2 separate regions of the Mus musculus genome follow, and region 1 is linked to region 2. A link is a contact called in public promoter capture Hi-C data. All regions are on one chromosome and are shown on one strand. Each heading gives the region's core, a stretch centred on a gene start, on an enhancer-like site or on the middle of the called end of the contact. The rest is flanking DNA. Distances are from core to core; before and after follow the strand shown.

The links. Promoter capture Hi-C pulls out the DNA fragments that hold promoters and counts their contacts.
Region 1: a contact with region 2 is called in a promoter capture Hi-C map of liver, with 4 times the contacts expected there. The contact joins the enhancer-like site here to the promoter of Lgi3 in region 2. A contact is called at or near these places in 5 of 39 promoter capture datasets (the 3T3-L1 cell line, hippocampal neurons, liver and 2 more).

The regions. Positions count from the first base shown.
Region 1 is chr14:73,253,285-73,260,591 of GRCm38.p6, reverse strand. All of the region lies in intron 17 of Rb1 (RB transcriptional corepressor 1), which reads left to right. Among named protein-coding and RNA genes, the nearest start is that of Lpar6, 19 kb to the right of the region's middle. Within about 2 kb of position 2,256, at least 22 of the 459 cell types and tissues checked have an H3K27ac peak or open chromatin away from gene starts, as enhancers often do. A contact at or near this core is called in liver, where this site is marked.
Region 2 is chr14:70,529,383-70,536,192 of GRCm38.p6, reverse strand. It overlaps Lgi3 (leucine-rich repeat LGI family, member 3), which reads right to left and starts at 5,372. Exons shown (of 8, transcript NM_145219.4): 1 at 4,923-5,372; 2 at 4,054-4,125; 3 at 3,347-3,418; 4 at 2,945-3,016; 5 at 2,777-2,848; 6 at 1,655-1,824; 7 at 1,348-1,512. The coding sequence starts at 5,128.

The DNA of each region.
Region 1 (7,307 bases), core at 1,007-3,506, 2.7 Mb before region 2:
ATATGTGCATGTGTTCATGTACTGGGGATTGAACCCAGACCAGATAGTGTCTTCCTTGGTCAGCTCCATCCTGTGCTTGCAGCTTCCCTCACATGGTGTCCCATGGATCCTCTGGTCTCCATGGCAACTTAGGCTTAGCTTTCATATCTTCATATATTATTAGCCTATCAGAGCCTCCTTGCAACTGAAGACCAAGTGCTCAAAACATGAGAATATGGAAGACATTTTAAGTCAAAGCAGATATGTTATGACTCCAAAATATTTAAGGAGTTGTCCATTTTTAATATGGATTCTAAAAAAAGATTTGTTTATTTTTCCTTTATCCATATTAATGTTTCTTTGCATGCATGCATGCATATTTATATACCACATGCATGCCTATTAGATCCCCCAAAACTGGACTCATAGATGGTTCTGAGCCACCATGTGGGTGCTAGGGATAAAAATCAGATCATCAGCAAGAGCAACACATACTCCTGACTGCTGAGCCCAAGAGTTTTCAGTTTAATTCCTACAGTCACGTTGGTTTCTGCCAGAGCATGAATGGGTTTTCTCTGCCTTTGACTCACTGTGTTTCAATATTTCGCTTTGCTTCTTGTCAGAACATTTATCTGTGGCCATACTTCCTTTACAGGCTCACTATGTTTAATGCCTACAATGTCTAAAGTCATTTATTGACTTTGTATCTTATTAGATGACTTATTAGATATAAACCACTTAAGACAGTGTATGGGGCCTGGTGATAGCAGATGCAGCAGTTAATTATAGAAGGATTAGTAAGGGACAGAGGTGGTCACTTTACAATGATATCCAGGTTTCTGGCTTGTGTAACTCAGTGGTAGTGTCATTTAAGAAAATAGATAGTCTGGGTTGTATGTAATTTTCTTTAGGATAAACTGCAATTTATTATATTGAGTTTAAAACAATTTTAGGCCATTCAAATTGAGGTCAATTGTATGTATGAGTTGAGATTAGGAAAGAATCTCAGGCTAGGAATATGAATGTGAAAGCTACCAGACATATATAATAAACATTACCAATCTTTACTGCCAAATTATCTTATGCTGGCCAGTTTGGTAAGTACTTTCTGAATGTTACTACAGTTTTAAAAATTGATCACTGCATTCTGATAGTAGTCTACCAAGTGGTAATATTCTAGATGAGGAAATGAATACCTAGAGAAGCTTGTTATATTTCCCCAGACCATACAAGCTAAGTGGCAGAGGTTCCGTTTGAATCCTGATGTGCTTTGTCCAAGGCTGAGTACCTATTTAGAAAATAGGTAATATCAATTAAGGAGATAATGTAATTTGGGGAAAGAAGGCTACAGATAGAAGGCCAGGGAGCTCTAAGATCAAAAGGATATACAGGAAAGAAAATATTCCAACTACAAAAGAAAGTGAAATTGAACACTGAGAGAGGAGTTAAAAGCATGAGTGGGAGAGTGTATGGTCTCAAGGAGTGCATGCCTACTTCAGACACGGTAGAAGCATCCAGAAGGATTGAGAACTCTAGCAGCAAGGAAGTCCATAGTAAGAATAGAGAGGACTAGTAAATGGAGTAGTCACAGTGAGCTAAGAGTACAGAGAGCAGAAGTGGCACACCACTATGGCAATGCCAACCCAGGAAAGACTGTCTTTTAAAACTGAAGAGAGAGACCAGGGTGTGGTGGTGCATGCCTTTAATCCCAGCACTTGGGAGGCAGAGGTAGGCAAATTTCTGAGTTCAAGGCCAACCTGGTCTACAGAGTGAGTTCCAGGACAGCCAGGGCTAACTTGAAAAACAAAACAAACCAAACAAACAAACAAGAAACCTGAAGAGAGAGGATGTAATGTTATGGGAAAAAAACCAACTACAACAACAACTACAGTGTTTTCTATTGCTAGGAAGTGGTAGTGCAAATGGTTGTTTTATGTTGCTCATGATTTTGTGAAAAGACAGGCTTTGGGAATAGCTTACAGGGTACTTGCTGTCTGACCCTGTGGTACAGCAGTCTGGGCCAGTAGCTCTGCCGCTGAGATCCCTTCACTGCTGGGCCTAGGTGTTACTGACCCTCTCACACGTGATTCTTCCTGGCTCTGCATCCCACCCCATTAGCCTCTGGTCTAATACGAGTGCTGTGTTTCCTCAGAGCATCTGGTTTTAGAGTAGGCACACTTTGACATAGAAGCTGGCCGCCAAAAGGCTTCTAAGAGGACCACATCTGGAAATTGCATGCTGGTCAAAACAGTCACAGTGCTTGCCAACTTGAGGGGATGGGGAAACAGATGCCACCTCCTGTTTAAAGAGAATCAAGGTCACATTTCAGAAGAGCATGTGGGTTGCAAAATACTGTTGTGGCAAATGGGAAAAGTGGGAAACACTGCAAGTAAGTCTGCCCTGGCAGGAAATTGAGGAGGTCTCCAATTAATAGCTTTTCTTTTTTATTTATTTATTTGATAAAAATGGCTGGGGTGGAGAGGCTGAAGTGGCACTGAAAGTTTGAGGGTGCTTACGATTGGCAGGTGTTACTATGGGACTTGATAGAGAGAGTGGAGTGGACTGGCGAAGGACAAAAGAATTGCCCTGCACAATTCCAGGCCATTTTGAGGGCAAAAACGAATTCTCTGCAGTTGTACCACTGCTCTGTATGATGGCATTCTTTCCTCAGAATCATCTTGCAAGATTAGAAAAGGTAGTTATTAGGTGCAGTCAGGCCTTGGAGTACAGCTATGGAGGTGCAGTAGAGCAACAGTGCAGCCAGGGATTGGAGGGTGTTTGCCAGTGAGTTTAGGGTCAAGACTGGAAGTTGTACCTGCATGGAGCCTAATGAAGTATAGATTTATATCAGCAGAAATGTTTGGTGACATTTGAAGTGACGACGTGATTGACAGAAAAATGAAAAGTTTCAGTGTAATATTAAGAAACAGGCATTTTTATATTCACACAAATGATCTCAGGAGAGAGCAGACTGAATAGGAATGGAGATGAAGACTCTGCAAAGAAGAGATTCAGGAACTAAGAGACTGAGAGGGTCAGAGCCACCCAGGCAGGACGTGTGTAGCAAGGAGCAATGTGAACAAGGAACTAAGATTTCTGTGCAGAGGGGCCTAGGTGGGCAGAGGCTAAAGGCCTGGAAAAATTAAACTTGTAATGTTCTTTGTCTGAGTTGCTAATCTCTATGAAAAATGCTCTGTCTGGTGATACATTGTGCAACAGCTGTCTCACGTAGGAAACGTGTTTCAGCTTTCTTCCGTTAATAGCGATATGGCTCTCTCTCCCTTTATTTAGTTTGTAACTTATCTGTGTCATTTTCTTCAAGTGAATGCGTATCGCCCTAAGGCAGTGCATCATTGGATCTTGATCTGGGTTTTTATTGTCATCAGTTGGATAATAATCTTTCTTTGAGACATTTGAAATATTTCATTTCTCTGTCTCTCATCTTCCTCTTTCCTTTTTGTCCCTTCCCCCACTCCTCTATTCTCTCTGATTTTTGTTTGTTGTGTGTTTGTTTTTTTTTGGTTCTTTTGAGGCAGAGTCTCCTGTAACCTGTTTGTGCTGCAGTCATTGTTCAGAACAGTCTTTCTGCCTTGTATCCCAGCTTCTGGGATTATAAGCATGCCACCATGCTCAGCTTCTAGAAGTTTTACATCAGTGTGATTAGTGATATGGCTGGAATTCAATTCTCCTGGTGCTGTCTTCTTAGCTGTCTCTTTGTTCATTTTCCTCCTTTTGGCCTTCTTCTGCATTGAATATTTTAATCCATTTTATCTTCTCTGTAGGCTTACTACTTAGACTCCTTCGTTTTATTTTTTAATTAGTGGTATTAATTTAAGATTTATAACATGTGACCTTAATATCTCAGTCTACCTTTGAATATTATTTTACAACTTTCTGTGTAGTGTAAGGATCTAGCAGCCAGGTATACAGGACACAGTACCTTACTCTGGAGGCAAAGCAGGAAAATTACTTCCATCTAGGAGTTCAAGGCCAGCCTGGGCAGCAGAGTAAAACTTTGTCTTAAAAACAAAATAAATAACGAATTAACTAACATAAAAATAAACAAACAAACAAAAGGAAGGGTGGTGGATAAGAATGGGAAAGAGAAACATTTGAGCAGAATACTTACCATTTGTCTCCCAGCTTTGGGGCTGTTACTGTAATACATATTATCTCACCAGAAGTTATAAAAGCAGTGCACTGGTGTAAGCTCTGCTGTAGCGCATCCGTTCTCTTCCCTCCATCCGCCTTCCTTCCTTTAAGCCCTGGATGGCCTACAACTCTATAAGCCAGGCTGACCTCAATTTCACAGCGATCCACCTGCCTTTGCCTCCAGAGTGTTGGGATTAAAAAAGCATGAAGGACCATGCTAAGCCCATTGCTTGTCTTTTAGAGAAAGAGAGAGAATAAGATATAAATAAAAAATAAAAAATGTGAGCCGGGTGTGGTAGCTCACGCCTTTAATCCCAGCACTCGGGAGGCAGAGGCAGGTGGATTTCTGAGTTGGAGGCCAACCTGGTCTACAAAGTGAGTTCCAGGACAGCCAGGGCTACACAGAGAAACCCTGTCTGGGGGGGGGGGGGGGAGTATTTTTATTTATTTACATGTTTTTCTTTCTGGTGTTCTTTATTTTTCATAGAGATTTAGATTTTCATCTGATTTATTTTCCTTCTTTCTCCAAGAACTTTTTATTCATTCATTTAAATTTTTTTGGGTTCACATCTATCTGTAAGGACTATTTCAACTTTTGTGTGGCTGGAAAAACAGGTCACTTCATGCTTGGAAGCTATTTGACTAAGCAAAGAAATCTAGGTTACAGCTTTCTTTTCCTGTTTAAACAAGCTGCTGTACTGTCTGGGTTTGCCTCCCTTCTGAAGTCACTGTGGTGTTTCTCTGCTGGGGAAGATTTCCTCTTTCTGGCTCCCTGTAAGATTTTCCCCCTATTGTTGGTTCTCATCCGTTTTCCCATAGCATGCCTTTATCTTGTCTCTGCTTTGGGTGTGTGGAAGTGTAGGATGTATCGCTCTTGGACAGCCAGGCCCTTAAGCACAGGTTAGGGTGTTCGTATTGACCTCTCTGCCTTCTCTTTTGAGGTCCCTCTTTTATGTGTATGTTAAGTTGCTTGTGGCTGTTGCCACACCCCTCCTCCTCTTTTAAAGGATGCTTGTGTGAGGTAGTTCATTTTAGAGGTTTCTATAGCTGTACCTTCAAGCTTATTGGTATTTTTCTTCTGAAGTATTTAATCTGCTCTTAATTTTATGTGCATACTAGACACTATATTTTTAACTCTAGAAATTTTTATTTAGATTCCTTTTATATCCCTTTAACAGATTTATGCTCCTTTGCCTTCTTGGACACATGGAACATAGGTGTTTATAACTTTTTAATCATCTAACTGCTTACTCTAATGTCTATTCTTTTTAGATGTGTTCCTATTGACTGATTCTCTCCTTTCTAACAGCCACTTGGTTTTTTTGCCTCTTGGTGATTTGTTTTTTGTTTTGTTTTTCGAGACGGGGTTTCTCTGTGTAGCCCTGGCTGTCCTGGAACTCACTCTGTAGACCAGGCTGGCCTCAAACTCAGAGATCCATCTGCCTCTGCCTCCCAAGTGCTAGGATTAAAGGCGTGCACCACCACTGCCTGGCAGTGATATTTTACTAGACGTTAAATATTGTGAATTTTGCCTTACTGGTTCCTGGATATTTTCATATTCTTAATAATATTCTTGAGTTGTGCTTTGGGACACATTTAAATTGTAAGTAGCTTAATTGTTTTGTACTCCCTCCCCTCCCTCCAGCTTTTTCTTTTTCTTTTTCTCTTCTTTTTTCTTTTTTTGTTTGTTTCTTTCTGATTCCAGAAACTTTTTCTAATTTCCCCCACTATCCAAGAGGTGATCTTGTAAGTACTTTACCTGCTGCTGCCTGTAGATGGATCATAAGCTCGTCTACTGTGGCAGGTAGGAAGCAGTTTGGACTCCAGCAGTGCCTCTGCTCCCCCAGGGCTTCTTCGTCTTTAGTCCTGGGGAGTTATCTCATGGGTGTGGACTGCTGTGCCCCAGCTGAAGTGGGTCTCCACAGACCTGCTCAGCTCTGTTGTGTGAATCCTGTCCCCTCAGTGCTGTTGACTTGTGTTTGTTGGGAGCCAGTGGGTTTCCATTCCCATCATTGTCTGTCGGTGTTTCGGCTAGGATACTTTCCCTGCAGTGGGCTGCAGCATGCTGTCTCATGGGACTCTCGTGGGCCTTTGTCCTGCTGCTCACCATTTGAGAACTGTTTTTTTGTTTTGTTTTGTTTTGTTTTGTTTTGTTTTGATTTATTTATTTATTTATTTATTTATTTATTTATTTATTTATTTCAGTTTTGTAGTTGTTTAAAACCACAAAATCTGGTTCTTGTTCTCCAGCAGGGCTGTCAGTTTCTAAGTGAAAGGCTTCATGATTGGTGAGATCCATATAACTATGATGTCGAAGTCCCTGAGGACTGTTTAGGACAGTGTTTCTGTGGGGGCTGTTCTGGAGTACAGCTGACTCTGTGGAGACACCGAAGTGCTAGTAGTTCATTATTTCCTCTTAATACTATCTAGAAAACCACAAGAAAGTTGTGTCTGTAAATACTGACAGACGTGGCTGACTCAGTCACCAAACACAAGGGAGTTTGCTTATGCAGCTAATTTGATTACTATGTTCTTATACATTAGTTTTGATCACTATACTCTTACATATAAAGGTTAAACATTTTTCTTGTCAGTTCTTTCCCCAGATATTACATGAAGCACAGTATTATACACCAGTACTATGGTAGTAAGTGACTCAGCCTGTTTGAGTCCTGATTTGGTAGCAAACTCACAAACAGATTTTTGAGATGTTTTGGTATCTTTTGAAAAGTCAGTGTTGACAGGAAGTGAACACAAAAGGGAGAAAAGCCTGTGGCTCTGTAAAAGCCAAGGAAGGAGCCAAAGAAAGAACCTGTATTGTCTGGTTCCGTGGTGAATCATTAACCTCTGGTGCACTGGGCACAAAGGTTGCGTGCCTGCCTGTGCTATTGGCTGTGAAACAATACGCTGGCTTTTTTTTTTTTTTTTTCTTTTTAAGTTACAGTTTACAAAGAATTGTGCCTTACAGGAAAACAATTGAATTGTGAGATAATGATTACTTGACTTAGTAACTTTTAAAACTGTGGGTTAGGACAATGACACAGCGCAGGCCATGTTGACAGTTACACAAGAACCAGGGGACTGGAATGTGATTTTTTTCTACCATGTGATTTTTTTTTCTTAAAATCAATTCTTTCTGAAAACATATCTTACCATGATCCATTTTCTCTTTAATA
Region 2 (6,810 bases), core at 4,123-6,622:
TTAGGCAGTGTTGGGTAACCCCACCCACCCACCCACGTGAAAGGCCAGCTTCCGAACATGCTCCGCAACTGAGATCTGCTATAGAGTTCTGCTCCCAGTGCAGTCCCACCCAGGACTCAGGGTCCATAATTAGCTTAGTTTAGTTTGTTGAGACAAGAAAGCCCGGCTGGCCTGGACCTTACAATATAGACCAGGCTGGTCTTGAACTTGCAGCGATCATCTTTCGCTGCATCCCAAGTGCTCTGGATCCCAAGTGTGAGCCACCATACCCTGGTAAGCTTTGCTTTGTTTTATTCTTTTCTTTGAGACGGTTATCACTATATAGTCAAGTCTGGTCTTGAACTCTCCAGATTCCTGCCTTCATCTCTGAAATACTGGGATTATAGGTTTGAACAATCATGAACCGAGGGGCTTTGTGCACGCTAGGCAAGCATTCTACCAACTGGGCTTTATCCCTAGCTCTCAGTATTCAATTACTTACTTAATTAAATAATTCGTTTGTTGGTTAGTTTATTTATTTATTTATTTAGAGGTGGAGTCTTTCTATTATGCAGATCTGGCTGACCTTAAACTCACAGAAACCTGCCTGTCTTGCCTCCCAAATGCTGGGGTTAAGGCATGTACATTATAGATATTATTTTGTATATACTGGCCTTCTTCAAAGAATAGGATAATCCTGGTAGGATAGTTTCTTTCTCCAATATTTTTTCAGTTAAATGTTTCATTTATTTATAAATTAATTCACTTTATGTGTATTTTTTTTAAGATTTATTTATTGTTATATGTAAGTACACTGTAGCTGTATTCAGACACACCAGGAGAGGGCATCAGGTCTCATTACAGATGGTTGTGAGCCACCATGTGGTTGCTGGGATTTGAACTCAGGACCTTCAGAAGAGCAGTCAGTGCTCCTAACTGCTGAGCCATCTCACCAGCCCATTTATTTATTTATTTATTTATTTATTTATTTATTTATTATTTTATTATTTTGGTTTTTCGAGACAGGGTTTCTCTGTGTAGCCCTGGCTGTCCCGGAACTCACTCTGTAGACCAGGCTGGCCTCAAACTCAGAAATCCACCTGCCTCTGCCTCCCAAGTGCTGGGATTAAAGGTGTGCACCACCACTGCCCAGCTAAAATGTTTTAATTTATGTTATAAAATAGGTGTATTGATGTGTGTCAGGGCTAGAATTGGTTCAAAGTGTTCATTTGTTATGAATTCCTTATAGGCAGAAACCACTTTTCATCCCTTCCTCTTCCTTTAGGAATTGACTGGAGTTAGACAAAAGAGCCTCCTATCGCCTTCCCTGCAGGATAGGACCAGCAGAGGCAGGCCACACCTAGGTACCTGGAATTCTGTCATAGTCTCGAAGCTGTCGTTCCACATAGTCCCACTTGAGGATGGTGCAGGCGCTGGCACCTGGCTGGGCCAGAGCCAAGTAGAGGTCACTAGAGTAAAGGAAAGGTTCCGCAGACACTGCTGGGAAGGACAGGGTCTGGTAGAGGACAAAATCTGCAGGGACGAGAGATGTAGGTTGGTGGAATCAACCTCAAGGAATAAGGCACCAACCCACTGGGTGGTAGTAGGAACCTGGCTATAGTAGCTGGGTGTGCCCAGCTGGGTGGCCTTCAGCCGGAGGGGAGGCACATCCTACCAGTGGTGATGCAGTCGAATTCTCGAAGAGGCAAGTCCTGCACCTTGTGTTCCTGGAAGCGGGGCGGGCTGGCGCAGTAGATGGGAGCCACCGTGGTGTTGGTGTGTGCCAGCCACTCCACCAGCCACTTTACCTTGCAGTCACAGTTAAGTGCGTTGCCCCGGAGGTCTCTGGATTGTGAGGGCGGGACACAGAGCGGGGCAGACCCTTAGCTGCTCTGCCCACCAGCCTACCTGGCCTTCAGAAGCTGCCATGGAAGGCTCACACATAGCTAGGTTGGACCAGGCCCCCACAGCATCTGCCTAAGTCTCTGCATGCCCTGCTTAACTTAGAATTTTAATTTTTGTAACGCTGGGGATTGGAACCCAGGACTGTGCACATTCTAGGCTCTACATCACCAGCCCTGTTTTTACTTCTTAATCAGGAGGCAACTTTTTTTTGGTTTGTTTGTTTGTTTGTTTGTTTGTTTTTTTCAAGACAGGGTTTCTCTGTATGGCCCTGGCTGTCCTGGAACTCACTTTGTAGACCAGGCTGGCCTCGAACTCAGAAATCCGCCTGCCTCTGCTTCCCGAGTGCTGGGATTAAAGGCGTGCGCCACCACCGCCCGGCAGGAGGCAACTTTTTACTGTTTCTGACCCTTATGCTTCATCCTCCTGAGTAGCTGAGATTCCAGGCCTGTACACTTGCAGGCACTTTTTGCAATGGGCAACCTATCCCACTCTATGTCACATCCCTCTTCCTCAGGATTCAGGAGCTTCCATTTTATCTTAACTTATTTTGATGTAAATAATAGCAAATGGCTGCAGATATGCTTGCGTTCTTTAATGTTAATTCAAATCAACCAAACATTCAAACAAACACACAGGTTTACCCTACACATCTAATGTGCATTTGAGAAAGGCTGTGTGGTCCTTGAAGAATCCCAGTTTGGAAGGCTCTCAGTTAGTTACATCTAACTTGACTTCACCTTCACGAAGCCCTCAAACCCAAGTCCTCCCCGTCTCTGAGCACCCTAACCCTGACCCCACACCTCTCCCTCCAGGGGTATGCTCTCTGCGGGACTGGATTCAGAAGGGTGTGCCCTCTGTGGCATTGTGGGAAGAGGCAGGGTTCAGGCCTTACAAGTCACTCAGGATGTCCAGGGGACGGAAGATGTCTCTGGGCAGTGTCTGCAGGTTATTGTTGGCCAGAGAACTGCAAGAAAGAGCCTGGGATCACTTAAAGATCGTGACCAAATCCAGAGGTCACAGGGTCTCCAGTCCCATGTGGGTACAGGTGTCAGGTACTCACAGGTGTGTCAAGGACTTCAGTCCTCTGAAGGTAAACTTGGAGAGAGCCCAGATGTCATTGTTCTCTATGAAGCTGGAGAAAATAACAGCTTGACTTAGTTGCCACTCAGAGTCCCAAAACCATCCCCCCAGTGGTGATTTCCTTACATCTCAGGCCAGATGCACAGGAGCCAGTGACAGGCTTCCACATGTGCAATAATGTCACACCGTAGTAGTGATGGGGTATTAGGCAAGATGACAGGGGCATGAGAGAAATGACCCCCTTGCCCATCCTACAGTCAGGGCACTCAGGGCTTGTCCCTCCCACCCCACTCCCAGCCTTCCCCCTGCACTTTCCCTCCCATCCCACTAGGGACTGGGCCCCCTCCTTCCACCCTGCCCTTGACCCTTCCCTCCCACACACAGGTACTGCAGGTGCGACAGTCCTATGAAGGCATTGTCTCCAATCAGTGTGAACTTGTTAGAGTTGAGTAACCTGGGAAGACAAAGCAGGAATTAGACTTTGTGAGGGTGTGCCTGCTGCCCATGCCTACTGCCTCACCCGTGAGCTTCCTCAAGACCTGGCTGCCCTTCCCTCATCCCTCAGGACCCCTGGTCAGCAAGGCCGGGTGTGAACTTGTTTCCATGCCCCAAGATCCCTGTTAGCTCCTGAATATGGTGGGAGGCAACGTTATCCTGCCGAGCTGGCTCCTGGCCCACTTCCATGGCATCTCCTTGTCCAGTCTTCTCATCCTCACCTTAACTCACCCTAGCCCTGCACCGACAGCTGTCCACCATGCCTCCCGAACTCTGACCCCTGGGCTCACCTGTGTTTAGCACAACCCTCTCCTCTGAAGTGTCCAGGTTCTGGCACTGGGCCAGGCCATTTCAACCCAACTCCCTAGACCCCCTAGAGAAGTGGAGTCTAATGCTCTGTATATCCCCCTCTCTTGGCTTCTGTGTGCAGTTTCCCTGCTACCCGGACTCCTGACCTCATGTCACTCCACCTTCTGCTTCTATCGGGACATCTGCATTTTCAAACCCTCCCTCCACCTACTCTCACCCAGGTTCAGCATCTGTCAGGTTCTACCACGTTCCCCCCAACCCCCTCTTCCACAAAGCTATCCATACAAGAACTGCAACAACGGCAGATGGGAGAAGGCTCCATCCTGGATCTCTGAGAAGGCAGCATTCACCAGCGTCCTGCAGGGAACACAGGAGCCAAGACTGTGTAAGTGTCTGAAGGACCTGTACTGTGGACAGAGGTGGACAGGGCAGTGGCTTCTGTGTTCAGCAGCCCTAGCCCCCACCTGCAGCTACCCTTTCTTCCCCAAAACTCAATGTCCTCCATTCTTCTCCCCCTGCTGCCTCCAGAAGCGACAGTGGCCCGAGGCTCACCTTCCCTCTCAGCCAAGAGCAGGTTCCATTACCAGCATCAGCACCATTACCCAACACCCACAATGTCTTGGTGCTGCTGAGAGATGGGGCAGCAAGAAGGGGGACCTCACAGTCTCTCTAGCCCCACAGGCAAAGGGGTGGGAGTCATGGGCCAGTTGCTGCAAGTGAGGCTGGCCCAGCTGTGTGCACAATAGCAGACCCAGTGGCAGGAGTCTGGTCCATGCCAAGGTACCACGAGGGCAAGCATACTTGTCACCCCTCCCCCTGCTGCTATTAGTCCTGCTTTCTGTCCTTGGTGTGACCTCACAGGGTGGGGCCAGCATGCTCTTGTAGACACTCCCTCCAACCCACACACAGTAGGTCTCATTGCGCTGCTGATGGTGATGATTCATCCTTGGCCATGAATTCTGGTTTACCCAAGCTATGGCTGCTGTACAGATTGCAGCGCTCCCTGCAGACTGGGGCCTGGAGTCTCCAGTTCTGAGGATACCTGGGAGTGCTCCTGGTCCATATCCTCTCAAAAGAGGAGCAGGGTTTCTCTCTTCCAGAGCTTTCTGTGCCTTCTTTCCTTTCCCCACCCCCAAGGCTAGGTAGACACTCACAGGGAGATGACCTCTGAAGGCAGGTTCTTGGGCACCGACTTAGAGTCCACGCAGAAGGCGGTGTCCCTGGTGCAGGAGCAGCTGGGTGGGCAGGGGGGCGTCTTAGGAGGTCTCTTGGCACTGACTTGCAGCATTAGGCAAAAACCCAGCGTGGACAACACCAGTAGCCTGCGCCCAGGGCCCCGCCTGGCTCGTAGCCCGGCCATGACTCCTGCAGGGTCTCCCCCCACACCAGCCTGCCGGCGCCCCGCTGCTCCCTGCAGGCTGTTCTGCCCCTCTCGAGAGCTTCCACCTCCGGGCTGCCGCAACTCTGGTGCCACCCGCTCTCTAGGCGCCACCTATTCCTCCTGACCTCGGGCGCTGATTGCAGTCCTTTCAGCTCCGGAGCGCTGCGCGGAACTGGGACCGCAACTACTGGCTGCCGGGGCTGGTGGACGCGGACTGCGGCGCAGGCGGCGGGGGCGCGCGTGGGGGCGGAGCGGGGAGGCCCAGGCCCGGCGCCCGCGGGAGAGCAGCCAAAGGATGGAGTGGTTGCACCCGTCCGCAGCGTGCCCTACCAGGCCACCAGGCTCTGTGTCTGATCTCCAGAGTTGTGTGTGCAGAGAATGCATTTGTATAAGAATTGTGTCTATGCAGGGTGCACATGGATCTGTGGACCTACGGTGCACCTGTGTGTGTGTCTTGGTTGTGAGGGGGCGTAGAACTAAGGGGTATGTCGCAAGTGACTCATGTACATCCAGGTTGGCATGAGAGATTGGGAGCTTGGGGGTGCGAGCTTGTTTGCATCAGCTGAGGAACACAGCGTGCTTTTGTGCCTGTGAGCTGAAAAGGGAAAGGGTAACCGCCGGAGTGGGAAGTGTGGACCGTTTCACACTGCACGGCCACAGTTGGAGTTGGAAGAGCCTTGGGGGTGCTCCAGCTCAGGTCTTTGTTTCATCAATAAGGAAACTGAGGCTACAAGAAAGCAAAAAGCTGCCAAACTCCCTATCTCTACTGTGTACTTGGCACGGTTAATTGGCTGGCCCTTTGGAGGGAAGGGACATTAATTTCCATCTACAGATAAGGAAAGTGTAGCCCTAGGCCCAGAAGCTCAACTTCAAGTTCACAGCAATCTTTCTACACCAGTGCTCTTCAAAGGGTAACTCTAGAGTCCAAAGCTCCTTGAGAGCCTTCCACGGAGTCCCCGAGGTCAACATACTTTACCTAAGAAGGACATTATTTGTCTATTGCACTTCCATGTTGCCACAAAAAGTACTCTGGAATTTTCCAGAGCTACATGGAGAGTGTTTGATGAAATCTCAGACTAAAGAGATTTGAAAAAAAAAAAGAATTATAACAGCAACATTTCTTCCTACAGCTATTTTTGTTTAAAAAGGCAAAGGCGTGTGGGTTGGCAAGATGGCACAGCAGGTTGCCCCCCCTCCCCCCCGAGCCTGAGGACCTGAGTTCAGCCCCTAGGACCCAAATAGCGGAAGGAGAGAACTAAGTGGCAGAAGTTATTCTCTGATCTCCACATGCATGCTGAGGCACCACCATACCTAAGCAAACAAACAAAAAACAAACAAACAAATCAATAATTAAATAAATAAATGGATGCAGTGGTTTTTGTTAAAGATATAGAAGTCTGGGAATATAGTTTAGGGGTAGTGCACACAAGGACCTGGGTTTGAGTTACAAAGTAGCAACGAATGTCATTTTACGGTTGGGGGTCAGCACCTCACAGGGAACTGTATTAAAGGCTCACAGCATTAGGAAGGGTGAGAACCACTGTTCTAGAGTGCCTGAATACAGGCACACACCACCATCACTGGCTGACTCACATGCCTTCTTTTGTGTTTGAGACAAGGTCTCAAGTATTCCAGGCTAGCCCTAAACTTACATAGCTGAG